Linked DNA regions of Mus musculus: regions 1, 3, 4, 5, 6 and 7 are each linked to region 2. Evidence: chromatin contacts called from public HiChIP or PLAC-seq and promoter capture Hi-C data. All regions are on one chromosome and are shown on one strand. Each heading gives the region's core, a stretch centred on a gene start, on an enhancer-like site or on the middle of the called end of the contact. The rest is flanking DNA. Distances are from core to core; before and after follow the strand shown. Region 1 holds the start of Bsdc1 (BSD domain containing 1). Region 2 holds the start of Pef1 (penta-EF hand domain containing 1). Region 3 holds the start of Pum1 (pumilio RNA-binding family member 1). Region 4 holds the start of Hdac1 (histone deacetylase 1). Region 5 holds the start of Zbtb8b (zinc finger and BTB domain containing 8b). Region 6 holds the start of Fam167b (family with sequence similarity 167, member B). Region 7 holds the start of Marcksl1 (MARCKS-like 1).

Region 1 (3,290 bases), core at 540-3,039, 650 kb after region 2:
AGGAAGACACCGACCCAAAGGGAGCGGAGATGGCCAGCAGCAAAGACGGCAGCAGAGGAGCAAGGGAAAAGTCGAAAAACGGTGACTGAGTTTTACTGAGTCACTTAATAAAGAGCGAATGCCTATGTAGCACCCAGAGAGACCACATATTGTCTGAGTGTTCTGCATATTATCATGTGATCCTCGTGACATCGCATTAGAGAGGTACTGCCATTTCACAGTGAGGAAGGTAAGAAGAAGAAGAAGAAGAAGAAGAAGAAGAAACCAGATAAACAAACTTGCCCAAGTCATAAGCTACACGCCTTTAATCTCAACACTCAGGAAGCAGAAGGAGGCGGATCTCTGTGAGGCTGAGGCCAGCCTGGTCTACATAATGGTCCCAGGGCAGCCAAGGGCGACATACACCATGAGACCCTGTCTCAAAATAAAACAAACCACGACCACCACCAATAACAACAAAATAACTTGTCCAAGTTCCCAGAAATGTAAGGAACTAAAGGGAGAGATTAAGTCTCTTCCTGAAAGCCTCGAAACACACGGGGAGTCCTCACAGGACAGGACACCTGCCGGATAGCACACTTTCTTTGCATGCTTGAGGTCTCATATTAATCCTTAGCGTAAAGTCCTGCCTCTCCATCATCAATAAAACTTCCAGCACAGGGAATTCTCAGATGTGCTGAGCTGTAGCTTGAGCGGAGGCTTCCCAGGAGAACCCGGAGCAAGGAGAAAATAAAAACAAAAACCAAAAAACCAAAAACCAAACAAACAAAAACCGTTCCTAAAGTACTGGGCTGACTTGAGATCAGAAGCCTCTCGGAGTCTGCCCTGAAGCACGACTCCCTTCACTTGCTTGAGGTAAACAGTAATTAGTTACCCCACGACTTAGTTGGGCTGCCTGTAAATAAAGGAATGTGGGATAAAACAGGAACACCAACTGGCATTGCCTAGGACAAGGACAAGCATTAGTCACAATCACAGCCACTTCCCCAGGTCTCCACTCTCTGGCCCCCCCTCATCCCTTTGTAAACCAGTCACATAGGCACCATCAGGTACCAGCGCATATGGCAATCCTCATCTCTACCCGGATTCTTGGCTACACCTTCCTTGGCATGCTCATGACTCCCTAGTCTGGACAATTAGGGACTGCCCTTTCCCGGTATTCACAACAGTAACTAAGCAACTATTTTGCTTGACTGCCTCCACACCAGACTGAGCTTTGTGAGGCCCAAGACTATCTGTCTGGCTAAGGTCTATATCCTCCCAACCTGTCTGTGAGTAGTGACTGTCACATATTCTAATAAATATTGCTGTTTAAGAGTAAGATGTTGTTAGTGGTGGTGTTCTACCCTTTTCTCGTAAATGGCCTCACAGAAGCTCAAAAAAACCCAAGCAGGGGCTAGCTGGGGTTGGTTGCAAGGAGACGGCCGCGGTGCCCTGCCGAGGGAAGGGTGCTGGCCCGGCTTACCTTCTCTTTGACTGCCTGGTAGCTCTGCTGCAGCCAGCTCCGCCACCACCCCACGTCCTCCCTGTGGAAGACAGACACATCTGACGGCCCTGCCGGGCGACTCCAGCCCAGCCTCCGGCCGGAGATGAGGCTTTTCCGGCCGCTTCCCCATGCCCTCGCACCACGCCTCCGCTCTGCCCTTCCAGCTCAGTCCGCACCCGCACCGGCAGCCTGTCCCCAACAGGGACCCCTGGCCCAGTACCCCATCCCTCGAAAAGCCCAAGCCCCCAACGCCAGAAAGCGGAACGCCAAGCTCACCCTTCCGCCATCTTGCCAGCATGACATCACCACTATTTACCGACCTTTGACTTCCGACACGGCACCGCCCCCTCAGGCTCCGCCCCCATGAGCGTGCCCCAATCTTAACACAAGGACAACTCTCCGCCCAGTCCCCGCCCCCCTACATCAATGTGTCTGGCCTTTGTCCAATCCATGTCCCAAATGCGATTTGTCCCGCCTCTGAACTCTCGATCCAATGGTGTGTAAGATTGTCCTCGGGTCCCACCAACCAGCCGCTAGCTTTCCCGGTAGTCCCTGACTACAGTGGCCTCTCCGGGCCAATTTCGGCAGGCTCGTTAGACCGCCAATTAGAAGGCGAGGCGAGGAAAGGAGAGGCCGGGTTGGGACGTTGTGTTCTTAGAACCTGGAGTTAAGTTCCGCCCCCCTTTGTGAAGCCAGCCGCGTAGCAGCTCCTTGGTGTTCTGCTGCAGGCTAATTCAGCAAGCTCCGATTGCGGACCTCAGAGCCAGAGTAAGGCTATGGGGAGAATCCAGAGCTCTCCTCGGGATGACACCCAGGATCATTTGGAGAGGCAGATACATATTCACATTATTTCTTAAGCCCGATTTAAGAAAACGCTAGCTGAAAGTGTTCTGGAAAAATCCCACTGATAGGGGGGAATTGAGGTCTATTGTGTGGTGGAAGGGGGATTTACATAGATCCTGTGGCCCTACCTACTACTTCCTCAATCTACACAAACCCCTCCTTCACCTCCAGCAGGAGGTTGACTCCCCTCCTCGAAGGCTACACTGTAATCAAGGTCATCACTGCTACCTGATCCCATAGCCTCTTACCTGCCTGAGGAACAAGCTATATACTAATTCTCCCAGTGTTCCCCAAGGCCTCCCATCTAACTTTCAAAAAGATTGTTGCTGGTATTTCTCCTGTCTAAAAAACTAACAACTATTGGATGGATCACAGGGCTCCCAATGGAGGAGCTAGAGAAAGTACCCAAGGAGCTAAAGGGATCTGCAACCCTATAGGTGGAACAACATTATGAACTAACCAGTACCCCGGAGCTCTTGACTCTAGCTGCATATGTATCAAAAGATGGCCTAGTCTGCCATCACTGGAAAGAGAGGCCCATTGGACACGCAAACTGTATATGCCCCAGTACAGGGGAATGCCAGGGCCAAAAAAAAAATGGGAATGAGTGGGTAAGGAAGTGGGGGGGAGGGTATGGGGGACTTTTGGGATAGCGTTGGAAATGTAATTGAGGAAAATATGTAATAAAAATAAATAAATAAATAAATAAATAAATAAAAAAATAAAGTAGACCACCATAAGGCTGTTAAGGGAGAAAAAATGGAATGAGTAATTTCCAGTGGTCTTTCTCCCTTCTAAGGTCCATGCTTTGCCTGCAACGAATGCACAAGGTTTAAAGCTAAAAAATGCTGTGATAAATGATTTGTGCTACTGAACAAGATGGGCTAAGAAACAAGTTGAGTTCTTTAATCCCCAACAGAATCTACCTTTGCAATTTCATTCCCCACATTAAAGGTCACTT
Region 2 (2,959 bases), core at 116-2,615:
GGGCACAATGGGGGCCCAACTGCTGTGTGGGAGCCAGCAAGATGACTCAGTGGGTAAAGGGGCTTGCTGAAAGGCCCAAGAAGGTTGATCCCCAAGACCCACATGATAGAGAAAAAAATAATTCCTGTGCATGTGCACATGTGTAGCCGCCCTCTCCCCACCCCCAACACACACACAAAGTAAATGTAAGAAATGCTATATAAACCACATAGGCCTTTAAATATCTTTTAGTCTGTGACTATGGCCAATCAAAGCTTGGTAATAACCCATTTGACTTTGCATTCCACTTTCCATACATGAGACTAATCTCTTAAACTACTCTGTGATCAGGACGATTATTTTGTCCAAATTATTTCGAAGTGAGGGGCCTGCTTTGAAAACTCCTACAAAGTGATGTTACACTTTACCGTATAGCATAGCATATGCCTACAGGAATCACATCGTTCTTCCTAATAACTCTGTGAGGGGTGGACTCTTACTACTTGGTCCATTTTATGAGAGGAAACTGGATCAGGAAAAAAAAAAAAAAAAAAAAAAGACTTAAAACTAATGCGGCAAAGATCTGGCTCCACTTTTAACTCAAAACTGCATTTGGCACCTCTATGTCACCTAATTCTGGCCACAAAATAAATCACACTGAAATGATGTTCCCGGCTGGTTCAAGGCAGGCTAGAAAGGAAGGAAGAAGCAGTTGCAGACAACCCAAGTTCTGACCTTGGCTCTGCTGCCTAACTACTTGGTAACTTAGATAAACTCCATATCTTCTCTGGGTTTCACTTTTCCTACGTGTGAAAGGACGCTGGACAACCGTGAGGGGTGTAATCTCACTTCTGGTACCTCCTACCACTGATTGTCCCGAGATTATTCGGTCGCAGGACGGTGCTGAGAGAGTCGGGCAACTTGTTTTTATCAAGTTACGCCCAGAAAGACTCCAAGGGAAAAAGAGCTCTAAACGCCTCGAGAGCACAGAGGACTCCGCCCCACGGAGACCTGAGTTAAGCACCCTGGTCCGGTTCAGCCCGGATCAATTCACAGCAAAACCCCCAAAGCCAGTTTTGCGCAATATAAACAACCCCTCGAGTGGTCCTATGTGACGTAAAACGAGCGCGACGGACTGGCCCTCCTGTTTCTCGCTCACACAGAGTCTTGTTGAAGTAAACCTCTGCGTGAAAAGGCTGCGGATCAAGTGGGGAGAAAGAGCCGAGGATGGAGAGTGGTACCGGATCTATAGACAAGCCCAAATATTGACGCAGGGGCCACTACAACTCACCTGTCCGTTTGGATAGCTGGCCATGGCGGTTATGACGTCACACAACTGTGGTAGGCGGAGTTTCCTGCTCCCAATGCCGCTCCTGGTTGGATTTTGGGGCGGGTCCGATTGTGATTGGACGGACAGGCTGTCAATCTTCCGGTCAACAAACGGAAGTCACAGGCGGTGAGCTGGTACCTTACAGAGGGCTGGGTAGGAGTGTCCGGAAGTGTTGTTGACCGTAGTGGCTCGTTTGTTTTTATTTTTCGTGACCTGCAGCGGACCTCGGGCCTGGCCAGCTGTAGTTATCTAATGGGGAGACTTGGTCAGTTGTTTCTGTGGTGGCCATATTATAACCTGGCAAGGCCATATTATAACCTGACGCATATTAGTTACGTCACTGTCGTGATCACTTTACTTCTAACGCCCAGGCGGTTGCCATGGCTACTGAGAACTTAAGCCTTTCCTGGAATGCAGGTGCCATTTAGAACGTGGGTACTAAACAGACCCGTGGACAGTGGAGAAAGGTCAGACCGCCAGAAGAGAAGGAAAATTAAGATGTCACGGTGCTCCTATCTTTATGTATGGGGAAACTGAGGCTCAGAAAGGCAATGACTTAGTTACCTAAACTCACAGTGAGTTCCTCAGCAAAGTACGGCCTAGAACTAGTGTCAGTAGATGACTAGGTCTCAACAAGGAGGTTTTATTCCCTCTGTAGGTCAAATCACAGTTCCTAAGTTACCAACTTTCCTGTACTTGGCTCTTGGGGTTTAGGTTCTAAACTTGGTTGCATGTTTATTTGATTAGTTACATTCCCACGTGGCCGGGCCTGGTGGCACATGCCTTTAGTCTCAGCAGGCAGAAGCAAGCATACATACATAGACAGTTCCAGTCTAGCCATGGCTGCATAATGAGGCTCTGTCTCAAACAACAACAGCAGCAGCAGCAACAACAAAAACTCTCATGTGGACAAGAATTGTGTTTGATTTGCTTATAATTGTATCCCCAGTATCTACAGTGCCAACACTATACTTTTTAAATAAAAAGTCCTGAGCTTTCAATCTAGCCAGGCACTTTCCACAGTCCCACTGCTGATCGTGGTACTGGCCATAGGACAGTCTGCAAAGCACGGTCCTCATCCTTACCTGCAGAGGAAGACAAGTCTGGTGATCCAGTTCCTTCGTGATCTGGCCCAGCCTTACCCACCAGCGCCCCGCTGGCTTATTTCTTTGCTCAGCTTCCCCCTCAGCACTGGCGTTAGTGAGCAGATCCTGTTGTTCGTTTTCTTTTTTAAACAGTTTCTAGCTGTGTGATCTTGAAGAAGTCATTTAACCTCTCTGAGTCACAGTTTTCTGGAATACAACTTAGGAAAATGCTAACTTAAAAATGAACTAGTCACAGCCTCTCACACTCAGGGTTACAACACTCATTCATAAAGACCAATGGCCTCTCACATCTACTCCTCCTGTCCCACCCTCTCTTTAACACCTCCCCCCATGGCTCCCAGCTCATTAGCCACTCCTCTCAGTCCCTCCAGTACTGCCACTGTGTCGCAGTCTAGCCCAGCGTAAGAATTCTCTGATCATTTCCACAAAACTCATCCTTCCTGTCTCAGAAAATAAAATATATATATGTATGTATATATAATCAATCATCTGGTTTTGCTCCATGTTCCAACCACCCCTCTGCTCCAGGACCCCTCTGTAGTCT
Region 3 (3,177 bases), core at 105-2,604, 560 kb before region 2:
GCTGCTTATCTTAAAAGGAGAGCCACATTAGTAACTTTTACACCAAAGCAAACAGCTCAAGCTACAATCCTACCTTCAGAAGTAACTGGCTTTAAAAACTGAACGCCCAAAAGCCCTCATAAATCATCTTAATAATCCCAGTAATTAATGGGGTGAGCAAAATGATCAAGTGTAACGAAGCGTTATCGTAATTTGCACAATGAAAACGAACAATCCTTCAAAGTTATGGTGGGGATAAAGCCTTCTCTGGTCATCTATGTGGGAGTTCCTCGCGATGTGGGAGGGGAGCTCTTGGGAAGAGGGGTGAGCTTCACTGGAGAAAAGTTACTGGAGTGTTCCTCCCTTAACGTGGGAGTGGTACTGACGAGTCAAACAAATGACCCATGTTTACCCACCGCGTTCGTGAGGACCGAAACTGTAGCACTGTGTAGCTATCTACATGTTTGTCCTACTACCTGCTGAAAGCCCCTTGGAGAGGGAAGCACACCAACACAGGGAGGATCAGAGAGGAAGAACACCCCCTCCTCAAGGGGGAGGAAAACACACACAAGCTCTCACAGAAACAAAAGGCCACAAGGAACCCAGGCGCTTAAAAAGCGATCCGAAACTTCCTGATGGTCACCTCTCCATATTTCAAGGCTTGCAAGATCGCCCACTCCCCCACCACCATGGGGGGCTCGCCCGAGGACCGTGGCCCACCGCCCGCTTTCTAAAGCCTTGTATTGTTCCTCCCTCGGCGCTGCCACGGAAGCTCCAGCCAAGTCCAAGGAGCCCGCGGGACCACAGAATCTCCACTCCGCGGCCACAAGAGAGGACCTGGGGCTGCTCAGATCCATCCAAAAAATAAATAAATAAATGCAGGGGAGGAAGGAAAAAAAAAAAAAAAGAAGCCGAGCCGAACGGCAACACCAACCTCTAGGGACTCCCGGCAGGGCCGAACGGAGGCACGGAGCCGCCGGCAGCCGCGGGCGAGCCGGGCCCCGGCCGCGGCCCGCTCCCCACCCCCTCCTCGCGGATAACAATAGGGCCTCGCTGCCGCCTCCCAAACACGTACGAGCGGAGCGAGCGCGGTGCCTCCGCCAGGCCCGGCGGCGTCTCTAAGCCCTTTCTCGCCCCGCCAACCGCTGCCAAACGCCAATACGAGAGGCGCATCGGCTCGCTGGGGGTTCGGAGCACGGTTTGGGGCCACCGGGGCGCGGATACTCACGGGCGGAGCGGTAGGATGAAGATGGATTCCGGCCCCCCGATCTTCGCTCGCCGGCGCTCTCGCTCCCCCTTACCTTTCACTCCGACAACATGGCGGCCCACTGGGGACTGGGCTGACGCGGTGCATCATGGGAGCGGCGCCGGCGCCGGCCCCAGCTCCGGCGGTGGCAGCGGCGTGTGCGGAGCGGGCGGGCGGGCGGGCGGCTCTGGAACAGGTTGCCCGGTTGCCATGCCAACGGCAGGGCCTGTGTGAACTCGGGGAAACTCGCAGGCCACACAACCGCTGTGCCCGCCCGCTGGGGCGAGCGCGCGCCGCCGCCGCGGAGGGAGCGGGGTGGGAGGCACGGGAGCGCGCACGGAGTGCCCGGGCTGCCGTGGGGGGGAGGGGACGCCAACCTGGGGCTGTGCCTGAACCTTGGCACAGCCTGGCCAGTGTCTGGGTTCGAACCCCTTCTAGCCCTCTGGCTCCTGGCCTTTTTGCATCTTTTCCTGCCTCGTTTCCCCAGTGTAACATACAAAAGAAAAGAGCAACAGAACGACCATGCTGATGGAGGGCAGGACCTCAACCTAATTTGCAGGATCTGGAGCGCAATGACAATGGCAGGACCCTTGTTCAAAGGTCATTAGAAATATCAAGATGGAAACTAAGCAAATTAAGCTGAGAACTAGAAGCCAGAGGTGTTTGCAAGCACTCCATTTCAGTTGATTGGTTGGTTGGTTTAAAGATGCATTTGTATGTGATTACACTGTCCTACCTTCAGACATACCAGAAGAGGGTGTCAGATCCCATTACAGATGGTTGTAAGCCACCATGTGGTTGCTGGGAATTGAACTCAGTACCTCTGGAAGAGCAGTCAGTGCTCTTAACCAATGAGCCCTCTCTCCAGCCCTGGTTTGGTTTTTATTGTGACAGGGTCTTTTGTTGTAGCTCTGGCTGGGCTGCTCTCTAACCTACTGAAATCCACCTGTCTCTGCCTTCAAGAACCGTTCAATTTTTTTTTTTTTTTTTTTTTTTTTTTTTAGGTTTTTTAGGCTTTTTAAATTCTTTTTGATTTTTCAAGACAGAGTTTCTCTGTGTAGCCCTGGCTGTTCTGGAACTCCCATTGTAAACCAGGCTGGCCTCAGAACTCACAGAGATATCCCCACCTCTGCCTCCTGAGTATTGGGATTAACAGCCTATGCCACCACCACCTCGCTTTTTTTTTTATTTCTGTTTTTGAGATAGGGTGTCATAGAGCCAGGCTGCCCTCAAACTCACTGTGTAGCTAAGGATTACCTTGACCCCCTGAGCCTACTTCCATACCTTCCTTCTGTTACTACAGACATACCAAATGTAGGACTTCACATATGCCAGGCAACACCCTACCAAACAACTGAGCTACATCCCCCCCCACCAGGTCTCGATATTCAAACTCAAGAACATACTCTATTCAGAAAGCCAGCTTGTAACCAGACCTGAAATTCCTTAACTGAACCTTCATTTCCCACACTGCTAACAATGCTTTGTGAAATCAAGTAGATAATGCATTTAGCTCCATCAGGCCAAGGCCCTGGACAGTACTGAATAGCCATAGTATGCAAGCACACAGGAGGAAGAAAGATGACAGATATGAGAAAATTACACCTTTTAGCTTCTTACCAGACAACTCTGGGCTCCATGCTTTCGTCCTGAGAGCCATAGTTAATTCTTTACTTTCTTTTTTTTTTTTTTTTTTTTTTTGTTTGTCTGGTTGGTTGATTCAGTTTGGTTTTTTTGGTTTCTCAGGACAGGGTTTCTCAGTAAAGACCTGGCTGTCCTAGAACTTGCTCTGTAGAGCAGGCTGGCCTCAAACTCAGTGGTCCAACTGCCTCTGCCTTCCGAGTGCTAAGATTAAAGATGGTCCCACCGCTGTCCCGCTTAGTTTCCTTAGGTTGAACTTCAGCTTCCGTCATCCATTTGGTAAGACTTTAATGCTGGTTTAGCCATAGACA
Region 4 (3,437 bases), core at 41-2,540, 560 kb after region 2:
CGCCCTTCTGGTCTGGTGTGTGTCTGAAGGCAGCTACAGTGTACTTAATAAATAAATAAATAAATAAATAAATCTTTAAAAAAAAAAAAGGCAGGTGTGGTGGGGCATGCCTTTAATCACAGCACTCCGGAGGCAGAGGCAGGCAGATGTCTGAGTTCGAGCCCAGCCTGGTCTACAAAGTGAGTTCCAGGACAGCCAGGGCTATACAGAGAAACCCTATCTTGAAAAACAAACAAACAAACAAAAAAGCAAAAACAAACGAAGAAACAACCCCGCCCCCCCACCCCCACGTCCCCCCCAAACAACAACTTAGGCTTTCAGTTTAGAAAAATTAAGTTCTGGGTAGGTGAGATGGTTGCTGCCACCATGCCTGACCCAAATTTTCTGGATGGATCGCCCCGCCCCCACCCAGAGCCATTACATAGGAACACTCCCTCCAACACTCCCTCCAGTAAATTAAAAACTAAACACCAAGTTCTGTTACTTTGTCACAGTGCTCGGGCATATTGGATTTTGTCTTTTTTTAAAAAAAATATGTACAATTGGAGACGGAATTTAATTTGTAACACTGAATAAGCTCTTCAGCTTTACCTGTAAAATTGTTTTGTTATTTTTTGAGACATGCTTTCACTACGGAGAGCAAGTTGGCCTCAGATTACAGAGATCTTCCTGACTCTGCCTCCTGAGTGCTGGGATCAAAGACATAGCAACCACGCCCAACTGAAAACGAGCTTTGACATTAAAAAAGAAAAGTCCGTCAGAACTTATGAGCACATAAAGGTCTTGCCCCACTACAGTAGGCCTCTGGATATTTTCTTTCTGTTCCTTGCCATTCATTTCTCTCTCCAGTTCTAATCCAGACCAAACCTAGTCTTTTAGCTGCGTGACCTTGCGCAAGCATCTTTCCCCGGGAAGCCTCGGCGTATTCTCGGTAAAACGAGAAAGTTGGCCTCTGATCTTTGCACACGCTCCCAACTGTGAAGCGGGCTGCAGAGTTTACGGAGCCGACTCCCTCTCCCGGGACTCGATGGTACGGCCCCCGGTCTCCCCCACCCCTCCGCGCCGGACTTTGGTACAGGCCCAGGGGGCCCGCGGTGGCTTCTCTAAGCTGCCCTTGCCCCCCGCCGAGTTCCGGGCCCGACCCCGCGCATGCCGATTGGTTAGAGTGAGGCCCGGGCTGTGCGGCTATAGGTGATCCCGGGGGTGGGCGGGGCTTCGAGGCCGGCCCCTCCCCCTGGTCGGACGCCGTAAGGAGCCGCGGGCGGGCGGGCGGACAGACTGACGGGAGGGCCGGGCGGCGAGCAAGATGGCGCAGACTCAGGGCACCAAGAGGAAAGTCTGTTACTACTACGACGGTGAGCTGCGGGTGGGCGGCGCGGGCCGGGCGTTGGGGAAAGGCTGGGGGAGGAGGCTGGGAGGAGGCTGAAGCCCCGGGGAGGCTGAGGGAAAGTCGAGGCTGAAGGAGGAGGTTGGAGAGAGGAAGTCGAGGCTGAGGCCGGAGATGAGGTGGGGGTCGTGGAAGGGGTAGTCTGCGGTAATCCCGGTGGCGGAGATTCTCGGGGAATCCGACCTGAAGTTGGAGTGGGATTCCTGGAGGGAAGCCTAAGTGGCGGCGGGGATCGGAATATGATGGAGACGGTTTGCCTGGATATCTTCCCCTGCTGAGAATACAAAGGTTTTTCACTGTCCCCATTCACTCTCTCTCTTTTTCTTTCTTTCTTTTGGTGAGTTCTGCAGGACTGGCCACTCATCCCCTCCCCCACTCCATCCCCCAAGTCTATGAGTAGGGCCTGCAGTTGCTAGTTGGGAAATGGGGCTCCCCGGGGATGCAAGAAGAGAGGTGCATGAAACTTGTTAAAACGACTTTTCATTGAGCCAGCGCGAGCATCTTACTCTGTCCTGGGTTGTGTTTCTGTTGGGGCTGGAGGGCTCATCGAGGCACATTTCCTGTGTTGAGTTCCCGTCTGAAGGGGGAGCTAGACAATGTCACAGGTATCTTTCGGTGTTAGCGCTGGGACAAGGGAATGTGGGGTGGAGGAGAACACAGCAGGAGCCTCAGCCCAACCTGAGAGGAGCAGGTTGTGTGTCAGTGCTTAGGACCCAAGAACTGGAGTTACAAGCCAGGCCCTGGCAAGTGGAGCCAACAGCAGGGGGAGGGGACAGCACCTTTATCTGAGAAAGGGTCTCACAGTGTAACTCAGCTGGTCTTGGATTAAGCCCCTTCTTCTTACTCTTGACTCCAGGCTTACACCACTTGGTCCAGCATTTGTGTTTTGGGAATAGCAGTTGAGTTGTTCAGGGGACATCTAGCCAGCCAGCCAGTAGGCGGTTGGCTGTTTAGATCTGAAATTTAGAAGACAGATATTTTTTGGTAATTGTCGGTATAAAATAATTCAGATAGTAATTTTAGCTGGATTAGAAAAGGGTGTTATAACTCCAGTTGTAGAGGGTGAAGAGCTATGTTGATACTTTTTTTTTTTTTTTGGAAATGGCCTCTGTGTAACCCTGGCTAGCCTGGAACTCACTTTGTAGACCAGGTTTGCTTCCTACTGGAAGAGATTTATCCTACCCCCCTCCCGAGTGCTAGGATTAAAGGCATGTGCCACAACCCTGGCCTGTTTTAATTCTGAAGAAGTGGACTAAGAAGGTTCAGTGGTCCTGATTGCTCTTTCACTATGCTGTCTTTCAACTGTTAGCCACATTCCTGTTTCAGTCTTTCCCAGTGCTGTGGGGTGACGGAGCCACCAAGCCTGGTGTCTTCTTGTTTCTGTTCTGTTTTGTTTTTAAGGCAGGGTCTGTCTCTAACAGCCCTAGCTGTCCTGGAAGTTGCTTTGTAGACCAACTAGGCTGGCCTCTGAACTCAGAGAGATCCCCCTGCCTCTGCCTCCTGAGTATTAAAGGGGTGCACCACTGTCTAGCAGCCTCATTTTTTGTTTCGGTTCTTTTTGTTTGTTTGGTTTGGTTTGGTTTGGTTTTGGTTTTTTGAGACAGTTTCTCTGCGTAGCCCTGGCTGTCCTGGAACTTACTCTCTAGACCAGGCTGGCCTCAAACTTAGAAATCCGTCTGCCTCTGGCCACCAAGTGCTGGGAATTTTTTTTCTTCTTCTTGTTTTTTGTAGATAATACATTTCTTGGAGAAAAGTCTCCTTATCTCCACTTCCTAAAAGATTGGGTAGTATAATAGGCATAATTTTTTTAAAGAATTATTTATTTTATGTATGTGAGCACACTGTAGATGTCTTTAGACACACCAGATCTCATTACAGATGGTTGTGAGCCACCATGTGGTTGCTGGGAAACGAACCCAGGACCTCTGGAAGATCAGTATGTGCTCCCAACTGGTGAGCCATCTCTCCAGCCCCATAATTTTTTTTGAGATTATAATAGAATTACATAATTTCCCCTCCTTTTCTCTCTTTTTTTCTTCAAGACAGGATT
Region 5 (3,230 bases), core at 11-2,510, 670 kb after region 2:
TCCTGCCTATTGCCACTTCATAGCTTAAAAACAAACAGCTGGAGAGATGACTCAGTGGTTACGGGCACTGACTGCTTTTCCAGAGGTCCTGAGTTCAATTCCCAGCAACCCCATGATGGCTCACAACCATCTGTAATGGGATCCGATGCCCTTTTCTGGTGTGTCTGAAGACAGTGACAGTGCACTCACATATATGCAATAATAATTTAAAAAGTAAATAAATAATGTGTGACACCACAAAACAAACAGTGTGTGTTCCTGCACGTGCTCGAACGCCCTCCTGTGTGTATGTGGTCATCAGAGGTCCTCAGACTCCTTGGAGCTCAAGTTGCAGGTGGTCGTGGGCAGCTTGATGTGGATGGAGCCTGAACTCAGGCCCTATGCAAGAGTAGAACATGCTCTCAACCACCCAACCACCTCTCCAGCCTCAAATAGGGCTTTGCTTTTTTTTTTTTTCCTTCTTATCCTTTGGGCATCTTGGTACATGTAGTTTTGTCTTTTATACAGAGTGCTGAGAGTCTTGGAGCCACTTTAGCTTCAGAGACCCCATCTTGTACATAGTCTCCATCTTGTACTAGGCTAAATTTTAAGAAACAGCTGAGCTCCCGGAAATGGGTTCAGGCTCCAGGCGCCCCACAGGAATTTAGGTCCACATTACCCTACCCCATGCCTTGCTGGTTAGCACCCAGTCCGGTCTGAAACCCAGCAGCCGCTACACAGGCTCTGATTGGCTGGCCTCAATCCAGGGCAAGTTATCAAGAAAACCATCTGAGGTATTTGACAGGTAGTAACCCACTTAAGATGTCAGGTGTGAGAAACGGTTGAAATACAGCATGCATGCACCCGATTGGCTGCCCCTACCCTACCTAATCTGTGGGTTTTGTTGTTGTTGTTTTGTTATTGTTTTTTATGTTTTTGTTTTTGCTTTAAAAGGTTGTTCTGACTCTCCCTGACACGGTTTGGATCCAGAACCCAGCCGACTTCCTAATATACCGGTTTTTTGAATAAAGAAACTTTTGTTGGCTCGAACTTGGTTTTCATAGTGGATTATTTCCCAAAGTCTCGGACACTAACAAGACCACAACTCCCATCACCCCATGAACGCTGGAGTCTTCAGAGCGCATCCTCCAGAGGTGGGTACCCGGACCATTGACGGACCTGCTGGCTGAAGGGCCCGCCTTCATCAGCCCAAGATCTCCCACCATTGGTCATCTTCCCCGCTTCTCACTGGAGGGCCGCAGGTGAATGAAAGGGGGCGTGTCAGTACTCTCAGCTCGCTGGAGGTGGCTGGAACCCGGTGCCAGGTGAGAACACAACATCCGATCGGCGCCGCGGCTTTTTTGGTTTTGGGGAAAGTTAGGGGCACCTCGGGAGGCTGGCTCAGGGGACAGAGTGCAGGTAGCAGGGACGGTTGCCGTCCTCAGCCAGCTTTGGACCGCCTGGCCCAGTAACTCCCTGGACCCCGGCTGCGCAGAGTCGCTCTCAGTGGTAGACCCTCCCTCTTCTTGCGTGGGGTGGGTGGACACCGAGGCATATGCCCACCCTCCCTGGCTGTGGGTGACCCACCCCCTCACGGTTCAGGTGGGAGTTCTGGCTTCTGCTCATTCTGATCCTGAAGGATACCCAGGCGCCAGGGCTTGGCCAGGCTGGGCCAGTGTCCGCTTGGGCAGTGGTCACTTTGCCGGCGGGAAGACCTGCGAGAGGCAAGGCCTCGGTTTTCACACCCAGACACCAGGGACTGTGCCAATTACCTGGTTCCAGTGGCCTCTTTAGGTTGTCTGACTCTGGATGGAATGTTCCCGGTGTCTTGAGAGCATTTTAGCAGAAGAACCGAAGATGGCAATTGGTCAAAAATTCTACCCCTGCAAAACTCTTAGTTCTTTTCCCCTTTTCCTGGGCCAGAGGAGGGAGTGACTTCCCGGTCTATTGCTAGACCTGTTAGAGGGTTTGGGGAGATCGGTAAACAATGGCTAAGGATTGCCTCTCAGGAGTCTGTAGAATATGGGTTCTAAATCCTGGACGTGTAGCTTTATCTTTGAACCTCAGATTCCCTCTCTGAAAAATGAAAATATTCTGCACTGTGTTAGTATGATCCTAAAATGAATGTTTGTCAAGTAGTTTTCTTAGTGCTTCGAAATGAATGATGTGCAGGAAATTCTAGTCATACTAGTCATTGGAGAGCAGTTTTTATTCTCAGGTTGGTGGAACTGGATGGAGGAGAGTTGTCAGAAAGACGGGGCTGGACATACAGTGCTGATGAATACTGTAATCCTAGCACTGGAGAGGCAGCGGCAAGTGGATGGGACTAGCCTCTGCCTCTCTGCTTCTCTGCCTCTCCGTGCTTGGATTAAAGACAAGTGCCACCACTGCCCAGCTTCGCTTTAATTTTTAAAAATTACATTTCTGTATTTATTTATATATTTATTTATTTATTGTGTGTGTACATATTTTCGCGGAGGTCAGAGTTCAGCTTTTAGGAGTTGGTTCTCTCCTTCCACCATGTGAGTGTTGAGCGTCACACTCAGCCCAGCAGGCTTGGTAGCAAGTGCTTTCACCTGCTGAGCCATCTCACTGCTCCAGTATTTAGTGACTGTTGAGTTGAATTGGAATCGTGTGTAGATTCAGAGTGCCATGAATGTGTGTTAGGCCAGTGCTAAGCTGTTTTCCAACGAGAAGTAGGGGTTTTCAGCACAGCCCAGGGACCAGCATGCCCGAGACCAGCTTTGCTGATTAGATTAACTATGGACTGATTATTTACCAAGTTTGGGTTCATGATGCTCCTGCCTCATCCTTCCATGGCTGGGACTACAGGTGTGTTCCCGACACCTGGCTAGGACAATTAGAAGTAAAACTCGAGTCCTTTAACATATTTCTTATCCCTAATACTTCTGCTGTTATATCTTTCTTGAATAATTGTTCAGAAAAAAAATTCACCATATAATGAATAAACATACACACACAGACACACACACTATAATTTGTTTTGGATCTTGTGGCTTTCTTTCTTTTTTCAATATATCTTGGTGACATTTCAGTTAACTATAGGTAGTTCTACATGATTGAGTCTTTTAAAAATTTTAAAATATCTTTTATATGGCTATTTTGCCTGGGTATATGTCTGTGTACCACATGTGTTTCTGTTGCCTACAGAAGCTAGAAAAGGGCACTAGCTCCTCTGGAACTGGAGTTACAGACAGCTATGAGCTGCCATGTGGGTGCTGGGAATTGAA
Region 6 (3,134 bases), core at 205-2,704, 530 kb after region 2:
CCCCCTCCTCCTCTTCCTTGGTTTGTTTTGTTTTTGAGTCATGGTCTCCTGTATTCCAGGCTGACTTTAAGTTTGCCTGGAAGAAACTTCAGCTGTGTCACCACACTTGGGTCCCGTTAGGTTTTGGGTTGGTTGCTTTTTGTCTCCCCTGTGAGTCAAGGAGCACTGGAGAGAATGCAAACTCCACTTGGGCTGCCACTGCTCCTCTGCTGGCTCTATTTCTCTTCTCCTTCTCTCCTCCTCCCCCTCCCCCTCCCCCTCTCCCTCCTCTCCCTCCTCCCCCTTCTCCTCTTCCTCCTCTTCTCCTTCTTTCTTTTCTTTTTTTTTTTTTAAGACAGGATTTCTCTGCATAGCCCTGGCTGTCCTGGAACTCACTTTGTAGACCAGGCTGGCCTTGAACTCAGAAATCCACCTGCCTCAGCCTCCTTTAGTGCTGGGACTAAAGGCGTGTGCCACCACGCCTGGCTTTCAATTTTTTATTAGATATTTTCTTCATTTACATTTCAAATGCTATCCTGAAAGTCCCCTATCCCCCCCCCCCGCTCTTCTCCTTCTTCCTCTCTCTCTCTCTCCCTCTCTCTCTCTCTCTCTCTCTCTTTCCCTACCCCTCCACTCTCTCCCTAATTGCTGGTGCAAACCCTAACCCTTGAGCACACTAGGAAAGGTTTTACTACTGAGCGGAATCCCAGCCCTGCTCTTGTTGCTGAGAGCAATACAGAGGTTTAGAGACACCTGAGAAACATCTGGGTGGTGGTGGCACACACCTTTAATCTCAGCACTCAGGAAGCAGAGGCAGGCGGATCTCTGTGAGTTTGAAGCCAGCTTGGCCCACAGAGCAAGTTCCAAGCCAGCCAAAGCTACAAAGAGAAACCTTCTCTCAAAAAAAGAAAACAGAAAAGAAAAGAGGAGAGAGGAAGAGAAAGAGGCAGAGGCAAATTTCTGTTGAAGCTTATCCTGGTCTACATAGGTCTACATAGTAAGCCTGCACATTGTTCTAGGCCGGCCATCATTAGAGATGAGATGAACTCCTTCAGTCAGAGCTTTTTCAGTGATTGCCAACAGAACCTAAGGGCCGTTGGAGTAAGACTTGGTGTCACCGACCTGTCACAACAGAGGCTCAAGAAGTGACTGAGCTACCTAAAGTCCCCTCAAAGTAGCACCAGGGCCCAGGGCTCCTGACTCCCAGGCTAGGCAGCTGGACCCTATTGCCTTGCAGAAGGGCTAGCTCTGTAAAGAGGAAAGAGCACCAGCCAGTCAGCTGTCTCTTCCCCTTGACTCCTCTGACTTGGGTCTTGGGAGGAGGGCCAAGCCGGCTGTGGACGATGCTTTTCTTATCCTGCTGCAACTTCCTTTCTGGGAACCAGGAACCTGAATCTGGGCAAAGACAATAAAATTCATCTGAAGGGCTCCTCCTGCCCCCACCCGGATGGGCATCACGTGGCCCCTAGTTAGCAAACCAGGAAAATTCCATCTCTTGCACACTTAGCCTCACATACCCATCTGCTCACTCAGCCTGGCACACTTAGCGTCCCTCACCCACCTTCTCAATTCAGCACACACTCTTGGCACATTCTTTTCAACCTCATCTTCTTTCACTTCTCACACGGCCAAATAGCCAGCCTTTCCCTTACTGTCCCGTTGGTCACCACAGACCTACCATGTCCCTAGGGCCGCTGAAATTCCAGGCAGTGGGAGAGAAGGGTGAGGAGGATGAGGAAGAGAGCTTAGATTCTCTGAAGGCCCTGACTGCCAAGCTTCAACTGCAGACCCGACGGCCCTCATACCTCGAGTGGACTGCCAGAGTCCAGAGCCGGGCTTGGTACAGAGCCCAAGCTAGACCTGAGCCAGTCGGACCCGGGGCCATCTGTGGCTTTGACTCCATGGATTCTGCGCTTGAGTGGCTCAGACGGGAGCTGGTGAGTCTGGTGGGTTAGATGGACTTGCATGGGGTCTTTGAGCCAGTCCCTCTAAAGGCCCAAATCTGTGAGGTTGGAAGGAGATGAGAACAAACCAATGTCCACAGTAGTTCCTCAGTGCTGTGCCCTAGGACAACGGAACCAGGAATTCAGTTGCTCGCTATCTTATTTGCAGAGCCAAATCTGGAGAAGTAGACCGTAGAGCACAGGTTCTCAATCTGTGGGTCTCGACCCCTTTGGGCATCCAAAAGCACTTTTAGACAGGTTGCATATCAGATATCCAGTATATCAGATATTTATATTTAAAATTATTTAAAAGTCGTAGCAGTGGCAAGATTACGGTTACAAAGTAGCAATGAAAATAATTTTATGCTTGGGAGTCATCACAGCATGAGGAAATGAGCTGTATTAACGGGTCCCAGCATTAGGAAGGCTGAGAACCACTGCCCTAAAGAGAAGAGACAGTCAAGTAAAAAGCAGAAACCGACCCTGCTGTCAGTTATAATCTGAGGAGGGCAGAGTTGAATATTAGCTGTCAGCCCACCATGTGCAAACATAAGGATGTCCAGTTCAGCTCAACGGGTCATCACAGTTAATTTGTGATGGCGTACCAGACGTCTATATTTGCATACTAACGGTTCCTTGGCTTGGCTTGAGAATCACCCATCCGGAAAAAGATCTGCGAGACCGAGGCGGATGAAGTTAGGTGAGAAGGGGATTGCGAGCTGGACTATGCAAAGAGTATTCCCAGAAATGGACCGGCGGCTGGGCTGGTGAGCCCGGAGGCTAATCTAGCAAATTTACGCCCCCTTTTGGTCACAGCAGGAGATGCGGGCTCAGGACCGGCAGCTGGCAGGGCAGCTGCTCAGGCTGCGGGCCCGGCTGCACAGACTGAAAGTGGACCAAGTCTGTCACCTGCACCAGGAGCTTCTGGATGAGGCTGAGCTGGAGATGGAGTTAGAGTCTGGGACTGGCTTGCCTCTGGCCCCACCGCTGCGGCATCTGGGACTCACGCGCATGAACATCAGTGCCAGACGCTTCACCCTCTGCTGACAGCAGACTTGGGTGTCTCTTGCAGTATCTGGGGAGAAAGAAGGAAGGAAGAGGGACCCCGGAGGCTCTGGCTACCTGCTGGGGAAGGTGGGCACACTTAGGTTTCCAAAAGCTGAATTTAGAGAGCACAGGATGGAGGGGAGGAGGAGAGGAAACTCGGGCCCC
Region 7 (3,192 bases), core at 36-2,535, 590 kb after region 2:
TCCCCCTTGGCCTCAGCTTCCTGGCTAGGGGGCGCTGGCTCGATGGCATCACCAGTAGCCCCAGCTGCCTCATCTGTTCCGTTCACGGGTGGTGACTCCCCTTCACCCTTGGGGGTTAAGTCTCCATTGCTTCTCACGTGGCCATTCTCCTGCGGGGCAGAGGGGACAGCAGTGAGGGCCCGGGCCCTTCTTCCCCTCCCCCAGCCCGCTTCTGGCCCCTCGCAGGCCACCGCCGACATCCAAAGGCAACCAAGTCTGGCTTTGGCCTCACTCCCATCCAACATCACCCTCACCCCTCACAGGCGCGCAGGGACGAGCGCAGCCAGCAGGAGGCGCTGGGGTTCGGGCCCCCACCCCCCTCCCGCGGGGCGCGCTCTCTATTTTCCGCGCGGAACCTCACCGGGCCTGGATCCTTCGCCGGCGGGCCAGCCTTGCCCAGCACTACTGGGCGGGAAGCAGCCCTGGGGCGCTGCCTCCCCGCACCTGGACGGCCTATTTTCCCAGGCTTGCGCTTTGTGTGATCAGCCCCCACCCACCCCAGAGTCTCCCCGCATCTCTGCTCCCCACCGCTTCAAAAGCCACCGCGGGCTGCCGGGATCGGGGCTCCAGATGGGGCGCCCTGGGCGCCGAGTACCATCCCCACGGCCCTAGACGCCCCCTTGGTGCGGCCTAGCAGCGCCTTTGTTCCCGCGCGGCCTTCGGGGCGGCCTGGGGGCAGCGCCCGCGGGCCGGGCGCGAACAAAGAAGGCGACGAGCCCGGCCGGCGCCCCCTCCCGCCCCTCCCCTCGTTCGCCCGCGGGGGCTGCGGCGCCGAGAACAAAGGGACCGGGCGGGGGAGGGGGCGCCGCGTGTCCCGGGCCGGACAAAGCGCGCGGCCCCGGCCCTGGGCCCCAGAGGGGGCGAGGCCGGCGGGCTGGGGGCCGGGATCCGCCGCTCCGAGCGCACTCACCTGTCCGTTGGCCTTCGCGGGGGAAGCGCCCGCTGCCTCCTCGGCGGTCACGTCGCCCCGGGGAGCCTTAGAGCTCTGGCTGCCCATGATGGGGGTCTGCTGGGGGCGCCCGGAGCCGCCCCGCGCTGGCGCCGCAGGGGATAGTTCGGCTGGGACGGCCCGGCGGGCAGAGGGGTGGGGCTGCGTCCGAGGGGGAGGGGTACGGGGGGCAAAGCGCACTGCACCCCCGCTCCGCAGCCGACCCGCTAGCTGCGCCCACTGCTGCTGCGCTCCGCGCCAGAATGCCGCCCGCCGCCCGCCGAGCCGCCTATATGTACGCGCCCGAGGCTCGGGGCGGGGCCGGACATTTAAATGAGCACCCAATCCGGGGTGGAGGCGGGGTCGGGCCCGGGTTCCTCTCGTGCAGTGGGCAGTGCCAAGCTGTCTGGTTCCCCCATCACTTGGGACGACCAGGGGCAAGTAGGGTTCAGTGTGGAAATGAGAGAGGTTCCCGGTCGGTCCGGGAGATGGACTGGGAGGAGGCCGTCGATGAAGAAGCACTCAGTCATCCCCAGCCCACTTTCAGCCTAACTCATACTTCACAGTGGAGAGGCCCCCAGTCCCTGGTTCTACACTGGCTCCTTGAACTCTTGGAAGGGCTCACATGTCCAGACTCGTCAGACGGCTGGTGCTGAGTTACACTCTAGAAATTTGTCCAAAACTCACGCGCCCGGACACAAACACACACCCACACACACACACATACCCTGAGTTCGGCGCCCCCTCAGGCCAGAATTCAAGTCCCACCCACGTCCCTGTCAGTCTATGTGCTGTGCGGCCACCCTGGGGGGCTGACCTAACTCAGGTCAAAATGGAGATCCAACAAGTCGGTTTTCTCAGTCTGTTGGTGGCAGCTCTTACTCCTCACAACCTAAATCCATCACCAGGTCTCTGTCTCTGTCTCTCTCTGTCTCCCCACTGCCGTGTGTGTGTGTGTGCGTGTGTGTGTGTGTGTGTGTGTGTGTGTGTGTGTGTGTGTGTGTTTGTGTGTGTGTGTCTTTGACCAGAAGGCATTGCATCTTCATCCCCCTTTGTAAGCAAAGAGCCTGGGGCGCAGAGATGTTTAAGTATACCTGACTTAGGCCTGGCTTCCCTCCCCTCGAGTCTGTGACCATACACTGAGACTTCCACATATAGGTAGGTACCATAAAGCCAGGGAGGCTCAACAGACTCCAAATACCCCTTCCTGAATGTGACAGGAATCGTTTGGATTTCTTCCACAACTGTGGCACACTATTAGGGATAAACCCCCAAACCTACCCTGTTTGAAGACCTGGTCCTTCTCTGTTTCCTTCTTTGGACCAGGTAGGCCAGTTAGAATCCCAGAGTCCTTGGCTGAGCCTATATATGTTTTCCGATGTGTACAGCTACTTCCTCTTGTCCCCCAATAGGAAAGGCTTCAGGCTAGAGGAAGCCGAAGGTTGTGAAAGAAAGGCTGATGTCCTGAACAGCTCAACCAATATGTCCCTCTGTCCTAGGAGAGGCCTCCTGGGAGACCAGAAGCTGTAAGGTGCAAACAACCCCAGGGCCTGAGAAATCAGGGAACTGCACACAGATGTGACCATAGCGGGATGAGGTGGTGTCCACATTCTGTGTTTACTCCTGTGCCCATTCCCACCCTGACTCTGATGCTACAGGACTGTCTTCTCATTTCACCCCCAGCTCAGAAGAGGAAAGTGACGTGTCCCAAGAAAACAGCAGCTACCGGTAGCAGCATAGGGTGAAAAAAAAAAAAAAACCCTTAGGAATTTCCTATTGAGAAATGGGGCTGTCAGATGAGGGTGAGAAGCAAGAAGAGAATTATTTGGGGACAGGGAAGGTCACAGTGTTCCCACTGCAGGTCACTCACAGAACAGCAGCTCTCTCTACCTGTTACCACTAAGGGATGGTTGTTCTGACCTGCTCTCTGTCTCAGCCACAATAAGAGACCCACAGTGCTGCCAGGCGCTGCCTGTACTAGCTAGCAGGACTCAGATGGAGTGTGTGTGTGAGTCCTTGGGGAGGGGGGTTGAGGTCAGAGGTTAGGAGGAGATCTCAAGGCTCCTGTTCTCCAGGCACTGCCTGGTGGGGACAGAGACAAGTCTCTGGGAAGATTCCAGGAGGGAAGAACACCAGGGCTAAAGACCCCGAGGCTCTAGAGCCCCTAAGAGCCTGGGTCCCAGGGAAGGTTCTACATCTTCCCTGAACATCCCTGGAGGCTGAGG

Evidence for each region. Promoter capture Hi-C pulls out the DNA fragments that hold promoters and counts their contacts. HiChIP or PLAC-seq counts read pairs in DNA pulled down with a chosen protein or histone mark. Capture Hi-C pulls out chosen DNA fragments and counts their contacts.
Region 1: a contact with region 2 is called in a promoter capture Hi-C map of pre-B cells, with 4 times the contacts expected there. The contact joins the promoter of Bsdc1 here to the promoter of Pef1 in region 2. A contact is called at or near these places in 3 of 39 promoter capture datasets (liver and pre-B cells), 3 of 484 Hi-C or Micro-C datasets (CD4 T cells, liver and natural killer cells), 1 of 115 datasets of contacts at active chromatin or transcription factors (thymic regulatory T cells) and 2 of 9 other capture datasets (adipose tissue and liver).
Region 3: a promoter capture Hi-C map of erythroid cells shows a contact between it and region 2, with 5 times the contacts expected there. The contact joins the promoter of Pum1 here to the promoter of Pef1 in region 2. A contact is called at or near these places in 2 of 39 promoter capture datasets (erythroid cells and hematopoietic stem and progenitor cells), 2 of 484 Hi-C or Micro-C datasets (CD4 T cells and embryonic stem cells), 6 of 115 datasets of contacts at active chromatin or transcription factors (the 230-238 cell line, differentiating embryonic stem cells, embryonic stem cells and 3 more) and 1 of 9 other capture datasets (adipose tissue).
Region 4: a contact with region 2 is called in a promoter capture Hi-C map of liver, with 2.2 times the contacts expected there. The contact joins the promoter of Hdac1 here to the promoter of Pef1 in region 2. A contact is called at or near these places in 1 of 39 promoter capture datasets (the C10 cell line), 1 of 15 datasets of contacts at CTCF or cohesin (large pre-B cells), 4 of 115 datasets of contacts at active chromatin or transcription factors (bone marrow-derived macrophages, large pre-B cells, memory CD8 T cells and 1 more) and 1 of 9 other capture datasets (liver).
Region 5: an H3K27ac HiChIP or PLAC-seq map of double positive thymocytes shows a contact between it and region 2, with 3 times the contacts expected there. The contact joins the promoter of Zbtb8b here to the promoter of Pef1 in region 2. A contact is called at or near these places in 3 of 39 promoter capture datasets (liver and pre-B cells) and 1 of 115 datasets of contacts at active chromatin or transcription factors (double positive thymocytes).
Region 6: a contact with region 2 is called in a promoter capture Hi-C map of hippocampal neurons, with 2.1 times the contacts expected there. The contact joins the promoter of Fam167b here to the promoter of Pef1 in region 2. A contact is called at or near these places in 3 of 39 promoter capture datasets (hippocampal neurons, liver and pre-B cells) and 5 of 115 datasets of contacts at active chromatin or transcription factors (bone marrow-derived macrophages, embryonic stem cells, epiblast stem cells and 2 more).
Region 7: an HNF4G HiChIP or PLAC-seq map of pancreatic cancer cells shows a contact between it and region 2. The contact joins the promoter of Marcksl1 here to the promoter of Pef1 in region 2. A contact is called at or near these places in 3 of 39 promoter capture datasets (liver, neutrophils and pre-B cells), 5 of 115 datasets of contacts at active chromatin or transcription factors (bone marrow-derived dendritic cells, embryonic stem cells, large pre-B cells and 2 more) and 2 of 9 other capture datasets (adipose tissue and liver).

What each region holds. Positions count from the first base shown.
Region 1 is chr4:129,460,178-129,463,467 of GRCm38.p6, reverse strand. It overlaps Bsdc1 (BSD domain containing 1), which reads right to left and starts at 1,789. Exons shown (of 11, transcript NM_133889.2): 1 at 1,763-1,789; 2 at 1,466-1,526. The coding sequence starts at 1,773.
Region 2 is chr4:130,105,962-130,108,920 of GRCm38.p6, reverse strand. It overlaps Pef1 (penta-EF hand domain containing 1), which reads right to left and starts at 1,365. Exons shown (of 5, transcript NM_026441.4): 1 at 1,271-1,365. The coding sequence starts at 1,294. It overlaps Gm40258 (a long non-coding RNA gene), which reads left to right and starts at 803. Exons shown (of 2, transcript XR_868200.3): 1 at 803-1,320.
Region 3 is chr4:130,661,498-130,664,674 of GRCm38.p6, reverse strand. Pum1 (pumilio RNA-binding family member 1) reads right to left here and starts at 1,354. Exons shown (of 22, transcript NM_030722.3): 1 at 1,208-1,354.
Region 4 is chr4:129,540,499-129,543,935 of GRCm38.p6, reverse strand. It overlaps Hdac1 (histone deacetylase 1), which reads left to right and starts at 1,290. Exons shown (of 14, transcript NM_008228.2): 1 at 1,290-1,355. The coding sequence starts at 1,307.
Region 5 is chr4:129,438,848-129,442,077 of GRCm38.p6, reverse strand. It overlaps Zbtb8b (zinc finger and BTB domain containing 8b), which reads left to right and starts at 1,260. Exons shown (of 4, transcript NM_153541.3): 1 at 1,260-1,304.
Region 6 is chr4:129,576,900-129,580,033 of GRCm38.p6, reverse strand. It overlaps Fam167b (family with sequence similarity 167, member B), which reads left to right and starts at 1,454. Exons shown (of 2, transcript NM_182783.2): 1 at 1,454-1,916; 2 at 2,739-3,134. The coding sequence starts at 1,659. The coding sequence ends at 2,969.
Region 7 is chr4:129,511,674-129,514,865 of GRCm38.p6, reverse strand. It overlaps Marcksl1 (MARCKS-like 1), which reads right to left and starts at 1,285. Exons shown (of 2, transcript NM_010807.4): 1 at 950-1,285; 2 at 1-149. The coding sequence starts at 1,036.